3 separate regions of the Mus musculus genome follow, and regions 2 and 3 are each linked to region 1. Evidence: chromatin contacts called from public Micro-C data. All regions are on one chromosome and are shown on one strand. The core of a region is the stretch at or near the end of the contact, and the rest is flanking DNA. Distances in the headings are between cores, read along the strand shown.

Evidence for each region. A called contact is a pair of places that touch in the nucleus more often than the background predicts.
Region 2: a Micro-C map of embryonic fibroblasts shows a contact between it and region 1, with 12 times the contacts expected there. The contact joins two enhancer-like sites. A contact is called at or near these places in 2 of 39 promoter capture datasets (the 3T3-L1 cell line and hippocampal neurons), 36 of 484 Hi-C or Micro-C datasets (the 3T3-L1 cell line, the AML12 cell line, the C2C12 cell line and 21 more) and 3 of 115 datasets of contacts at active chromatin or transcription factors (embryonic stem cells, extraembryonic endoderm stem cells and vascular smooth muscle cells).
Region 3: a Micro-C map of the HL-1 cell line shows a contact between it and region 1, with 10 times the contacts expected there. The contact joins two enhancer-like sites. A contact is called at or near these places in 26 of 484 Hi-C or Micro-C datasets (3T3-L1-derived adipocytes, the AML12 cell line, the HL-1 cell line and 14 more) and 4 of 115 datasets of contacts at active chromatin or transcription factors (astrocytes, a beta-TC-6 cell line, embryonic stem cells and 1 more).

What each region holds. Positions count from the first base shown.
Region 1 is chr8:31,298,977-31,303,280 of GRCm38.p6, forward strand. No RefSeq gene overlaps it. Among named protein-coding and RNA genes, the nearest start is that of 7420700N18Rik, 67 kb to the right of the region's middle. Within about 2 kb of position 1,960, at least 34 of the 459 cell types and tissues checked have an H3K27ac peak or open chromatin away from gene starts, as enhancers often do. A contact at or near this core is called in the HL-1 cell line and embryonic fibroblasts, where this site is marked.
Region 2 is chr8:31,516,181-31,520,484 of GRCm38.p6, forward strand. No RefSeq gene overlaps it. Among named protein-coding and RNA genes, the nearest start is that of 7420700N18Rik, 150 kb to the left of the region's middle. Within about 2 kb of position 2,376, at least 12 of the 459 cell types and tissues checked have an H3K27ac peak or open chromatin away from gene starts, as enhancers often do. A contact at or near this core is called in the HL-1 cell line and embryonic fibroblasts, where this site is marked.
Region 3 is chr8:31,458,754-31,463,057 of GRCm38.p6, forward strand. No RefSeq gene overlaps it. Among named protein-coding and RNA genes, the nearest start is that of 7420700N18Rik, 93 kb to the left of the region's middle. Within about 2 kb of position 1,743, at least 8 of the 459 cell types and tissues checked have an H3K27ac peak or open chromatin away from gene starts, as enhancers often do. A contact at or near this core is called in the HL-1 cell line, where this site is marked.

The sequences.
Region 1 (4,304 bases), core at 710-3,209:
ATGGGGTCACGTAATGCACTTTAGGCATGGAGCCATCTCCCTAGCCCTACATTTATCCTCACCCTCCTGGTATTTGAAAGAGCACTTGGAATGCAGCAAACATGTAAGGCATTGTACTTTCCGTTCCCTGTTTCCACCTTGCCTTCCCCAAAACATCTTCCTTCTCTTGGCTGTTCTCTCTTCCTCTCCCCTCCCCCAGTGTAAAGCATCTTCAGGTTGGCGTGAATGAGAAGGTAGAAGAATCATTATTCTTTTGTTCCCCCCTCAGCTATGCATTTGCCTAAGTGATTCTTTGGATGGGAAGCAACTAAAACCACTCTAAAGAGGAAAGATCCATTTATAAAAATACCCACGGCCTATTATTGCATTGATGGCCGGCTAGGAACATATTAAATCTTGCCAGAGCGCTTCATTATGAGTTCTCATAATTCTTGGCTGTCCTTATTTGTTTAAGAGTGAAATGCAAGTCCAGAGAGCCACCCCTCTTCTCTGTGGCATTGTTTGCCACATGGGGGACTCGGAGTCGCATCGTGTGATGATTGAGAAAATAAGTCTGGCTTCCCCGTTGCCGTGTTAGAGAATTTGTCTCAGAAGTAGTAGTTGTGAGTCCAGCATTATAGTAACAAGAGGAGAAGTGGGAAAGAAGGGAGACATTTACTTTCTCAGCCCTAAATAAAGATATCAGAGTTTCTTGCAACAGACCTTGGAAAAAAATTTTTTTGTGGTACTTTGCTTTCTCAAAATGTGGTGGGACATCCCCAGTTCCCTTTGGACTCTCTAAGCATCTTGGGACATTGCAGGTGTTGCTTTTTCTTTCTTTTATAATAGAAAACTTCAATCAGTCAAGGGAAACACATAAGCTTCTCCATCATTCTTATTCTTACTTCTAATAATTTTTAAAGATTCATTTATTATTTCATGTATGTGAGTACACTGTTGCTGTCTTCAGACACACCAGAAGAGGGCATCACATTCCCATTACAGATGGTTGTGAGCCACCATGTGGTTGCTCCGTATCAAACTCAGGACCTCTGGAAGAGCAGTCAGTGCTCTTAACCGCTGAGCCATCTCCCTAGCTCTTTTCTTACTTCTAATTCCCAGGCCCATGACTCCTCAAAACAGGAGAAGGAATGAGTCAGTTGGGATATATACATTCAAATTCCTACACTGCAACTCACCTAGCCCAAATTCTGCCTCTACTCCATGTGGTATGGTTTTGGGAAGACAGAAGACAGTACTGTATATAATTCTCAGGTACAGAGCACACAGTTTAAAGGTCTTTGGAGAATATATTTTGGCATTATGACCAAGGGATTCACTAAGCATTCCATAAAATACACAGAAGTCATATGGAATACCAGAATAGGCGATATGCCAATGAGTGGGTCTTAAAATTTAAGTTAAGAAGAGCATGGAACTTTATTTTCTTCTTCTTCTGATGAACAGATGTTCTTCCAATGGCCACTCATTCCTCAGGAGATACCCTTCCCTTCCTCTCAAGCCTCTGCCATGTCATTCACTGGGATCTGCTATAAGGATCTGGCCAGCCTAAGCTCTAGATATGCTGTGGTAATTGGTAGATATGAAGCTGGTCAGAGAATGAAGAGCTGTGGCTTCTAGTTCTCCACTGAGAACAACTTTGGGCCAGATATAGTTTTTAACATCAGACATGTTTTCAATACTTGAGCTCGACAATACATATAGTATCCACGCCATGAAATATAACATCCACTCACCTTATGTTTCCTCCCTAGGCGTCTTTCTGAAGGTCACTCTCCATCACATTGGTGTGGAGCCACCTTCCTGTAGAGAACTTGGACACCTGCACACTTCTGCTTCCCACCTCTCCTTCTTCCATCCTCAGTCTAGAATTTGGAATAGGTGAACTTTAGGAAAAGCAGGAGAAAAGATTCCATCCACCCTGTGCTCTCAGTAGATTGAGTTGAAGGAGGATGTTCCAGGGCCCAGGGGAAATATTTTATTAACCTGGAATCACTGTAAGGTCATCAGGTATTGCCACAAGAGTAACCCTTTTCTCTATCAGTCTGTCCTGGAAATCCATCTCACCAAGAAACATGTGAACTGCCTTGAATGAGTTCATCAGCCTTGGGTCCACTTGGAGAGATAGGAGAGCGAACCTATCAGCTTTCCTGGAAAGGAGTAAAAGACTAAGTGAGAAGTTATTTATATTTCTGGCTGTCACCTGCAGCAGGCTGTTAAGATTGCCCCATTGAGTGGCCTCTGCTTATTAATAGAGGGAGTGAAGGTAGAAAAATGGAGTTAATGTTGCAATGAGACATGACATAGCCTCGCGTTTCCAGGATTGGCCTGAAATGAATTAAAGCCAAATTATACCAACAAATCTGTCATGCTGCCCTGAAAACAGGAAGTCTGGGCTGAGCCAACATTAGTCACGGCACACACTGGCAAACTCTACCAGATTGGGGAATGAGAAATGTGCTTCATCTGCAAAAATTAACTTTTGGAATTTGTAGAGTGTTTTCCATTACCCACTCTCGACTCTCCAAAGGCCAGTCATCAAATATGCTTGGCTTACTTCTGCTTCTGCAGCACCATTAAGTGTATGAATTTGTATGAGAAATGGAATCCCAGCTAGCTGTGTGCCCTTGGATAAATGACCTCATCTTTCTGGGCCTGGATTTCTTTTGAAAAATGAGGAGCTTGGCATCTCATGATGCTGGGGTTTTCCTTCAGCTTTGTTGGGGATTAGGAAAGAGTATAGCAGACATTGGTCACACGCCCACAAAATGCTCCATACTGTGCTGAGAAATGGAGAGAGAAAAGAAGGAAGATGTATTCCTTTAAAGAGTTTCCAATATATGCAGGGAGCCACATACTTAGAAAACATGTGTATCTCTCTGTGTGTTATTCTACACAGACATCTACATCATCACAGTAAAAGTCATTTAAAATAGTTGCAAAACCAGTCTTCCTCCTGTGCTATGATGGTATACAAGATACAAAGCTGAAGAAGAAAGGCCCTAAATATATCATATTGCATATTACATATTGTTCTCCAGTTTGCAAGGCCAGCAACCCTTCCCCATGAATTCTGAGGGGAGGAAGAGAAGTGTATGTGCTATGCCATTACCACTCTCCAGCCTCTTTCAGAAGAGGGGCCGAGGAAGGAAGGGGAGTCATCACTGAATGAGTAGTTAGTGCTCTTGGGGAGGAGTTATTGCTTCTCATCCCCCAAACCAAGACTGAGAGGATCTGAGAGAATGTCTTCCGAAGCCTGGAAGCTGCTTAAGGACCCGGAGAATGGTGTTCAAGGTATTGACTGAGTGAATGGTAGGCTCTCAACCTTCTAGAGTCACACAGACATCCTAGGGAGTGAATGTCTAAGGGATGTTGGAGGAATGTACTGGAATATTCCAGCAGTGTCACACGGTCCTGCAAGGCCCATGCTCTCACATGCTCTCTGAGTCCTGGAGGTATATTTGAACCCTAGGAATTTAGTTCTGAAGGTTTTTTTTTCTTTTGAAGAGAGAAAGATCACTGCTTGAGCACACTAGCAGACTTGAAACAGATTGTAGGACAAAGTGAGAAATAGATTCAGCAGCTTCTATGTTATCTAGTTCCCAAGAAGCCACACGTAGAATGTGGTAAGGAAAGACTCATTACTCTTAGTTCATGAACACCACCAGGGATGCAGTCACTGTGGGTCCACCTTGGAAGACAATGTACCTAACGGCACATTGACTAACCTATACTCTAGGTCTTGGAGGTGTGACTGTGGTGTGAACAGATGGTGGGAGCCCCTTTGGGAGAGGCTCTCGGTTGTAGAGGGTGTTGGGGTTGAAGTTGATTTTCTCTGAAAATACACTATTCACACTATCAGCTGGAAGCCTTCAGACTTTGTTGGAACTGGAGGGAACTACAATAAGTCCAGTAATAGCCTACTAGGGTTATAGTTGGTTTGTCCCTTAAAGGTTCGTGTGCTATAAGCTCGACCTCAATAGAATGGCACTGAAACTTGGGTGAGGCCTGGAGGGAAAGGATCAGATCATGAGAATCTATATTTTTGTTTGAATCAGTGGATTTTTTTTTAAGACACAGTTTAGTTACTAAGAAAGCAGATTGCAGTAGTAAGATCAAACTGGCCCCTTCTCTCTCTCCTTGGCTGCTTGTCTCAGTAGATGATCTTCTTTTTTCACGCGTGCTATGATTTCATCTGCCATGTTGTAAAGAAGCCAAAGGGGTCTTTACCTAAGCCCAAATTGATAAGTCTTAGCCTTCGAGACTCTGAATGAAACAGTCTTCTCTATAAAGTACCCAGCCTT
Region 2 (4,304 bases), core at 1,126-3,625, 220 kb after region 1:
ATCATCCTGAGTGAGGTAACCCAATCACAAAAGAACTCACATGATATGTATTCACTGATAAGTGGATATTAGCCCAGAAACTTAGAATACTCAAGATATAAGATGCAATTTGTGAAACACATGAAAGTCAAGAAGAACTGAGTGTTCTTGTAAAGAGCTTAACCCAACACATCACTGAAAACTCACCCATGCTCATTGCTATATGATCAACTTCTAGTATTACCTTATTTTGATTATTACATTATATGAAAGCTCTTGATGCCTATTTCATGATGCCATCTGAACATTCCAGGATTACATATTGTACTATGCATCATCTAGCTTCATTGTTTTTTGCTTGAGTTCCAGAAGTTATGAACAAGTCACTTTTGCCACTTCAGTACTACAGATGGTGTATTAAGTCCTGAGACTGGCACTTCAGTTTCAGTTGGCAGTGATGTGATTCAAAGCCTGGGTCTCTCCTCCTAGAATACTGCTGCCTGCTCAGAGCCAGAGTCTCCATATGTGAGGGTCAGCTTGAGGATGAATGGTTATATTTCCTGACGCGGGGTATAGAGACACTTCCTTGGTTATTCTGGGTTTCACCTGACTCTTACAGATGAAGGATCTATGCAATCCACTGATCCCTCCAGCCAACTCTAATATTGACAGTGATATAGGCCATGAGTTAACTCCACTGATACCGTAAGTCTTTATATATAATATTGGAAAGATCTGGAAGTTTTGTCTGTCAGGCCTCTAGTTCATAGCTAGTACCAGATCACAAGTCATCAGGGTTGGCTCTGACCTTCAAGGCAAAGCCCATGTGTCAGTTATCCTCCTCTGTTCCCCAGTAGAAGGAATTTTGCTTCCTCTGCTGCCTGAGAGAAAGGGTCCCGGAAGCAGTCCCCAGGATATCTGCCTAATCAGGTTCCAGAGACGTTGTCCATAGTCACTGTACAAGAGGCAGGGGACATGGGTCTCTGCTTGGCACTCACTGTAGCAGGCCAGATCCTGGAATTCAAGTGTAAGGTCTAGATTTAATTCCTTTTTCATCCCTAAAGCAGGAGACATCTTCTATCACATCATATTGCTTATAGCTGGAAAAAGGATAACATGGGCAACCCCTTCTTTGATGCAGTTTCCTTCTTTGCTGTACTCATTGAACCCAGGCAATGTGTTCTCTACTTGGTCATTTGGTGGCCAATTAGCTGCTTAGATCTGGGTTTCAGTGAGGCGATGATTACTGGAGGATCTGCCTCAATTGTCCCATTGCTAATTAGTATTTATTAAGCATATTGCTTTCTAAAACATGTCCTTGCTTAGAAAAACAGAGTTCATATTCTCATGTCTCTCGGTCTCACAAAAGTGCAGAAAATAATTTAAAAGTTAATAAGGTAATAACCATAATTTATGTATTACTCTAGGTGAGACACATGTCCTGAATAATGAGAATATCAATTAAGAAGCAACAAAGAAATTGAACCAAGTTTGGCATGTAAATGAAGGTTTATTTAAGAGAGCATTTCAAATATATTGTTGGAAATATTTCTGACTCATTTTCAGTTTTCATAACATTTAACTTTAAAATTGCATGTGCTTAGGTAACAGGCATATATATATGATATATATATATGATAGTCATCTTAATAGATCATAAGAGCCATTCAATAAAATTCAACTCTTACTCATAAAACCTGTGTATTTCTGATTTGCCTTATTTGTAAATATTTTCAGCTATTTCTAATTACTTTTTCTTTTTTCTTTTTCCTACTTCATAGAGCATTATTTATATATATACACACATACATATATATTTATATATATTTCTATCTACTGTATAAGCTCTTAATGTTTACAGGTTTTTCAGGTTACTTTTGTCCAATAATCATTATGTCTATTAAGTCTATGTGTTCTTTAACGATCTATTTTCTTATATTCTTGTGTGTGTGTGTGTGTGTGTGTGTGTGTGTGAATGGGTACAGATCTAAGTGCTTGTGGAGGTCAGGAAAGGCCTGGGATGCCCTGGTGCTGGACAATCACTTGACTTGGATGTTGTGATCCAATTCCATGTCTTATGCAGTACAGCAAGCATTCTTAACCATTTTACCATCTGTCCAGCACAGTAAATCTATATCATATCAGAATGCAGGTACGTGGGCTGAATTAATGGTGATAATGGCAGAAATGCGCTCCATCTTACTGGAAGTAATTTGATGACATCACGGGGCTTTATAATTACGGCAGTGTTCTTGTCTACATGCTTATGACGTCATCATTTTGCTGCCTACTCAAAAAACAAGTGTTGAATTTTAGGACGTGTTTCCTAGCATCTGTTGAGATACACATACTGAAGTTGTGAGTCACATTAACATGTGAGCGTATGTTCAGTCATCTGTGCCTTTGAGAGAAGCTCTCCTACCTCACGAGGTATCACTACCAGTCTGTGGACAGCCAAGGCCAGGACTTTTACCTTTGAGAAACCATGGCTGAGTTTGGGCATTCTGCAGGTTCTTGGCTGACAGTGCCATTGTGTTCTCATTAACCTTAATTCTCCCATAGAGAGCATGATGGCACTTCTCTACCATCACAAAGTAGCTATAAAAGACTTCTATATAAAACCATGGTGATCAGAGAACCAACGAACACGAACATTGCACATTGGATTCCTACTTTGTAACTTCCTAACAGCATTGGTGACACCATTGAACAGATGAGGAACCAGAAGTACTTGATGCTGTGTGTTTCTTTCCCTTAGGATGGTATCAATGTTAGAAATGCTACATAGACTTGTCAGAGAGTTTAGGGATCCTAACCCATCCTTCTAAATGAAGCCATTGTCCAGATTAAAGAGCATATTGATGATTAGAAAATTAAAATGGCTGGGGGTGGGGGGCAGGGGGTGGTATTTTAAAGATTGTCCACTAGATGGCATTATGAGCCTATCAGAATTATTTTAACTGAATATTTAGTCACCAGTTAAATACTAGTTAACTAAAGAAAGATGTTAGTGAATGGCCATCACTAAAAAGAACACCATCAAGAAAGTTGCTAATCCCATTTGTTCGGGTACATGTTAAATGTAGCAACAAGTGCAACAATTATGCTAAAAGGAAGCAACAAAAAACCCTATTTAAGGACAGCCTTGAAAGCAATCCCTCCTGTAAGCATGGTAAGTGTCGAACTCTAGCAAAAGAACAAGGTCTTACAATAAAATGTCAATCATGTTTTACATAAATAACTAAAAATCCTTTTTACCAAACTGAATTACACAACGTCTTCATGAGTGACTCCAGGAGAACTTAAATGCACGTGTCAACAAGCAGGATTAAGCGTGGCTTTGAAAGGAGGTTGGATAGGATGGCAATGACAAAATCATTTTGGGTTTAAATGACAGTTTTCTTATTCGGTTGTCTTTTGGGGGCGACTGTTGGAGGCAAAAATACTTGCATACAATTTAGGAAGTAAGAATAAACTCATTTGCTTTTGATTCTTATGACATAAACTAACTCATCTTGGACCCCAGACATGCTGATGCTTTCATGAGGGCCGTGTTTACCCACCTTCAACAGTTTTCAACCAGTTCTATTTTCCTTCCAATAACATAATTTATCCTAACATTTCTCTTCCTATTTCCTTCAGTTTTGCTCATTCCTATGGTATTAATGGTTCAACATATGGTTCAACTTAAAGTTTTGTGCTTTATGGTCATGCTAAAGGGATTAGTCGTTCAGGGAAATTATACTTTGAATTTTGACCTTTTCCTGGGCTTGTAATATATTCTTTGATACCCTTGTCTTGGGCAACAGCAGTGAGCTACAGTCAGCCATGCCATCCTGAGGGTAAGCTATCAATATTCCACCATGAATTGTGTTGCTTTCCTAAGAATGCATGGTTGAAGTGTTACCTGCATCGTTGAGCTCATAATAGTCTTAATAGGAGAATCTTCCATGTAAGTCAAACATCTGTATATGAAAGAATGATATTATCCTTTATTTATTTTCTTGAGAAAGACGGTACCTAGGTGAGCACCTCACATAGTCATTCTTTTTAGATTCTGGTTATCACAGATTTGAAATGATTTACAGCACAATAGCTTTCAAAGGAATCGCTTCACAAGTGTGAAATAGACTTTCCATTAGTAATTATTTAATGATTTTTCTAAATATGTGTCTGATAAAGAAAAAAAAATTACTTTCAAATGGCCAGTAAGTCTTGGGAAAGAAGAAGAAAAAAAACCAAAACCTCAAGCCATAACATATCTTAATCTCATCCAAAGTAAAGAAAAACTCAAACAAGTCAGGCTATATAAGAGAATTAGGAAA
Region 3 (4,304 bases), core at 493-2,992, 160 kb after region 1:
AATGGAAAAAAAAATTGAACCTTTAAAAGAAAGTGAAGAAGAGGAGGTAATGTTCTGGGGAAATTCTTCTAAGACAATGCCCTCTCAACATCACTGTAGCACCAAGTGAGTCTGGAAGCCCTTTGATCTTTCCCTTACTCCCCCCACCCCATCCCAATACTCAATAGGCTAAGGCAGGAAGACTGTGATTTTCAAGCAATACGGAATACACAGTGACTTTGCTGTCTACCTAGATTGTGTGGCAAGACCCTGTCTCAAACCAAGAAAAATCTATGAAAGTATATCAATATAGTTATATATCATTTACTTCTCGGATGGATAGATTCATGTTTGGCTCGAATGTCAAAATTCTCCATAAATTTGTTCACAGATCAGTGGAAAGAGAGGCCCATTAGTTGTGCAAACTTTATATGCCTCAGTACAGGGGAACGACAGGGCCAAGAAGTGGGAGTGTGTGGGTGGGGGAGTGGGTGGGGGAGCGTGTGGGGGACTTTTGGGATAGCATTGGAAATGTAAATGAAATAAATACCCAATAAAAAAAAAGAAAAAAATTTGTTCAGTGTGCAATGCCTTTAGTTTCAGACTGAATAGGTTGTGGGTAACAATAATTATTGAATTTGACAACATAAAACAGTAATGGTGCATTCACGTTTGGTGAAACTCACTTGTTTGCACAAAATAACAGATCTTTGATTCTTTGAGTTACTTATTCTAGAAAGATCAATGAAAATCTGTTCACTGTGGAATACTCCATTGTTAGAAGGTTTGTGCTAAGTGGGGTCATATTTGCATGAGAGATAGAAGATCAGCTCAATGTATGCATGGCACTTGTGAAACCCGGCAAGATTTAAACATCTAAATTTTCATCTTGACACTAACACAGGCCTGAAGAATTTTCATATGAGTCATTTGTAGTCACAGAACAAACATTATATCCTCAATTTTATTATCAATAATTATTTTCTCTTTAAGTATTAGTCTTTTCTTAGAAGGTTTCTTCTTCTTTCTTACTTTTGCATAATTTATGAGTATTTCATCCCTACAGTTTCCTACTATGCCTGCTTAAATTATTAAGCAGATGAAATAGAAGTGTTTCAAATCTTTCTCTGCTAGAGACCTGGTTGGTTTTTTGTGTTAAGAACAAGGGAATATCCTAGCTTTCATATGTAGTACAGAGGATACACATTCCCCTCTACACACCAAACACAAGCCTAGGTTTATTGTCTCCTTCTCAGGCAGCAACTTCCTCCTTGAGTGACAAGAGCTATGTCCTGTATCCACCCCCAGGGCAGCTGTGTTGAGAAAGCCTGCCCTGTTGCTGTGCCTGAGACTCCTGACACCACTGATTGTTACCTTGACCCGATCCACCTTTCTCTATTCAGATAAGAATTAGCCCAGCTGGCAGAAAAATGGTGTGGGCAAAGGCATCCTTCTGGTACTTGTTTGTAGACGACCTTCTTAGGTCTTTTCAGATGATCCTGTTTTAGCAACACTTTGCTATGCTTAGTGAATCGCTTCATTTTAGGCACAGCTTTTCTCTGTGAAGGCTAGACATGGCACATAATTGCATTCCCATTGTCCTTTGCAGACAAATCTACATCACACCTCAGGTACCATCTGTCTGCAGCACAAGACTGAATCAGAAGTTCTGTGGACCCTGTAGATACCTGTTATGGACAGGAGAAACAGTTACACTAGCTCTCTAAAACACAGTGGCAGATGCTTTCAGTCTCCATATCCTGTGCCCGCAGTGCCAACTGCTGGAAGCTTTGGGCATGTGCTCACTCACAGTAGACAGAGCCATCCTCTGTGGACATGTCCTTGGCATTGTGTTGAAAGTCTTGGAGTCGTGCCCAATCATAGCAGGCAGTGCTATTCCCAGTAGACCAAGTCTACAACATCATTTCAGTTCTATAGCCCTCAGCATGTCCCAGGGCCCGATTGTCTGAATGTTCTAGAAGCAAAGGAATATCCTCTTGGTTTTTGAAAAAATTTTCAATTTTGACATATATTGAAACTGACATAAAATTTATAAGAATATACAAGAAATGTTTACGTACTCTTGTTTTAGATAAAAGTGTTCTTATACAGTCATTGCTTTTTATTATTTATTTTTGAAGAGTTCTTCTGGAAATAATTTTACACTCACATGGAAGTTGAAGAAATAGAACCTGTGCTGCCCCAGTAGTCACTGACATGGAAAGGTTGGAAAACAAAGTCCTTGCATACTCTTTCCAGCTTCCCCCAGTGACAACTTACAAAACCATGGCACAGTCATGAAACCTGGGACTGTAGTTTTGGTGTAGACCAAACTATGCCAAACTACCCATTGAGCTGAAGACCTTGTGTAGAGCTCATTAGTATTTACACACACATTTTAATGGATAGTTCCTAAAACAGTTTCTTTTCTATCAAAATATGTGTCAGAATACCAATGACCCCCATCTTCAGATACATAAGGCATCAGTGGGTTGAGGCATGGGGGCAGAAGAGTTGGGCCATGTACCAGTCAATCCATGATGTCCAGGTGCCTCTCAGTCCCAGTCGCATCCTCATGTCTGGCTTCCATGTGATGCTGCTAATGTAGGTGTATAACAGAAGAAGAAAGATGGCAAGAAACCCAAATGGAACCAGATCCCCATTCTGTCATTTATTCCTCCAGCTGGGGACAGAACTAAGGACATTCCAGCTTTGAGCCAAAGACAAGGATCAGAACCGCTCATTTTTTCAGGTCTCTGTCTCTCAAACTGCATGAACAGTTCTGATCTTTTGTCCTTATAATTCATTATCATATATGAATTTTTTAGTATATGCCTGCTACTATATATGTAGTTATTAAGGTATGTGACTAACTCTATATACCCAAGTCCAGAACTTATATGATTATGCTTCCAAAGTACTTAAGAGGAATAGAAAATCTGTGCCTGGTGGAACATGCCTTAATCTCCACACGTGAGAGGAAGGGGTTAGAGGATCGGGAATTCTGAGTCATCAAGTTCAGCCTGGGCTTTATGAGACTCTGTCTCAAAATAAAAATACTTTAGAGAAATAGTAATCATCTAGTTGTGATGAGAAGGCATCCTAGTCAGTGTTCTTTTGCTGTGAGGAGACACCATGACCATGACAATGCTTATAAAAGAAAGCATTTAATTGAGGCTGGCTTTCAGTGCCAGAGGTTTACTCCTTTTTTTATTTTTTAATCATGATGGAAGCATGGTACCATGCAGGTAGATACAGAGGTAGCTAAGAGTTCTACATTTAGATCCACTGGCAGGAGGAAGAGCAAGACTCTGGGCTTGGCTTGAACATTTGAAACCTCAGAGCCTACCCTCAGTGTAATACTTCCTCTAACAAGGCTATGGCTACTAATTCTGTCAAATAATACTGTTCCCTGGTGACCAAGCATGGGCCTATGGAAGCCATTCTTATTCAAACCACTAGAAAAGAATTAGAATTTACCAGAACTTTGTTGGGAAAAAAACAAAACAAAAAACAACCTCTTTTTTTTTGTTGTTTGTTTTTTTGTTTTTCAAGACAGGGTTTCTCTGTGCAGCCCTGGCTGTCCTGGAACTCACTTTGTAGACCAGGCTGGCCTCGAACTCAGAAATCCGCCTGCCCCTGTCTCCCAAGTGCTGGGATTAAAGGCATGCGCCACGACACCCAGCTAGCCAACCTCTTTATATCCTCATTTTGGAATAGGAAATAGGCATTTTTTCCCCTTCCTGAAAATGTGTAGCAGAATCATGAATGAATTTTTGAAGATGTGAACACCTCTACCCTACAGCAGGTTGGGGCTCCTACTTCTATTTCTTGGGACTGGGAGACATTTGTGCAATAATCCACTTACTATAAGGAATTTGTGTTGCACCGGGTATGCTAAAGAAGAATAAGAAGCAGCAGGTCAAAGCTTTAACAGCTTCATCTGACAAGATTCAGATAAAACAGGGGATGAGATCATCCACTATTGCCAGATAAGAATCTAGAAACTGACTTGTAAGGCTTTTCTGTGAGTTGCCTGTGATACTTAAAGAAAAACGCTGATGGCTTGAGGAAGTGATCGCTGTGTGCTCCCCAGGGCAGGTGCTGATCTGGCAGAATAGACATTCGGGCCTGAGACATGAAGCCCTCCCTTTTAACGTTTTTAAAACTTGAAATATCATAAAACTCTATCTTAAATGAAGTTCCTGCTATCCTTCTACTATTCCTAAAATGAATTACCCCAGCTCTGATAGAATCTTATGAAGTGGGAGGGGGGAGTCTTAAAGTTTTATCCTTGTGTGTCTCACTCCTGTTTTAGTGTCTAT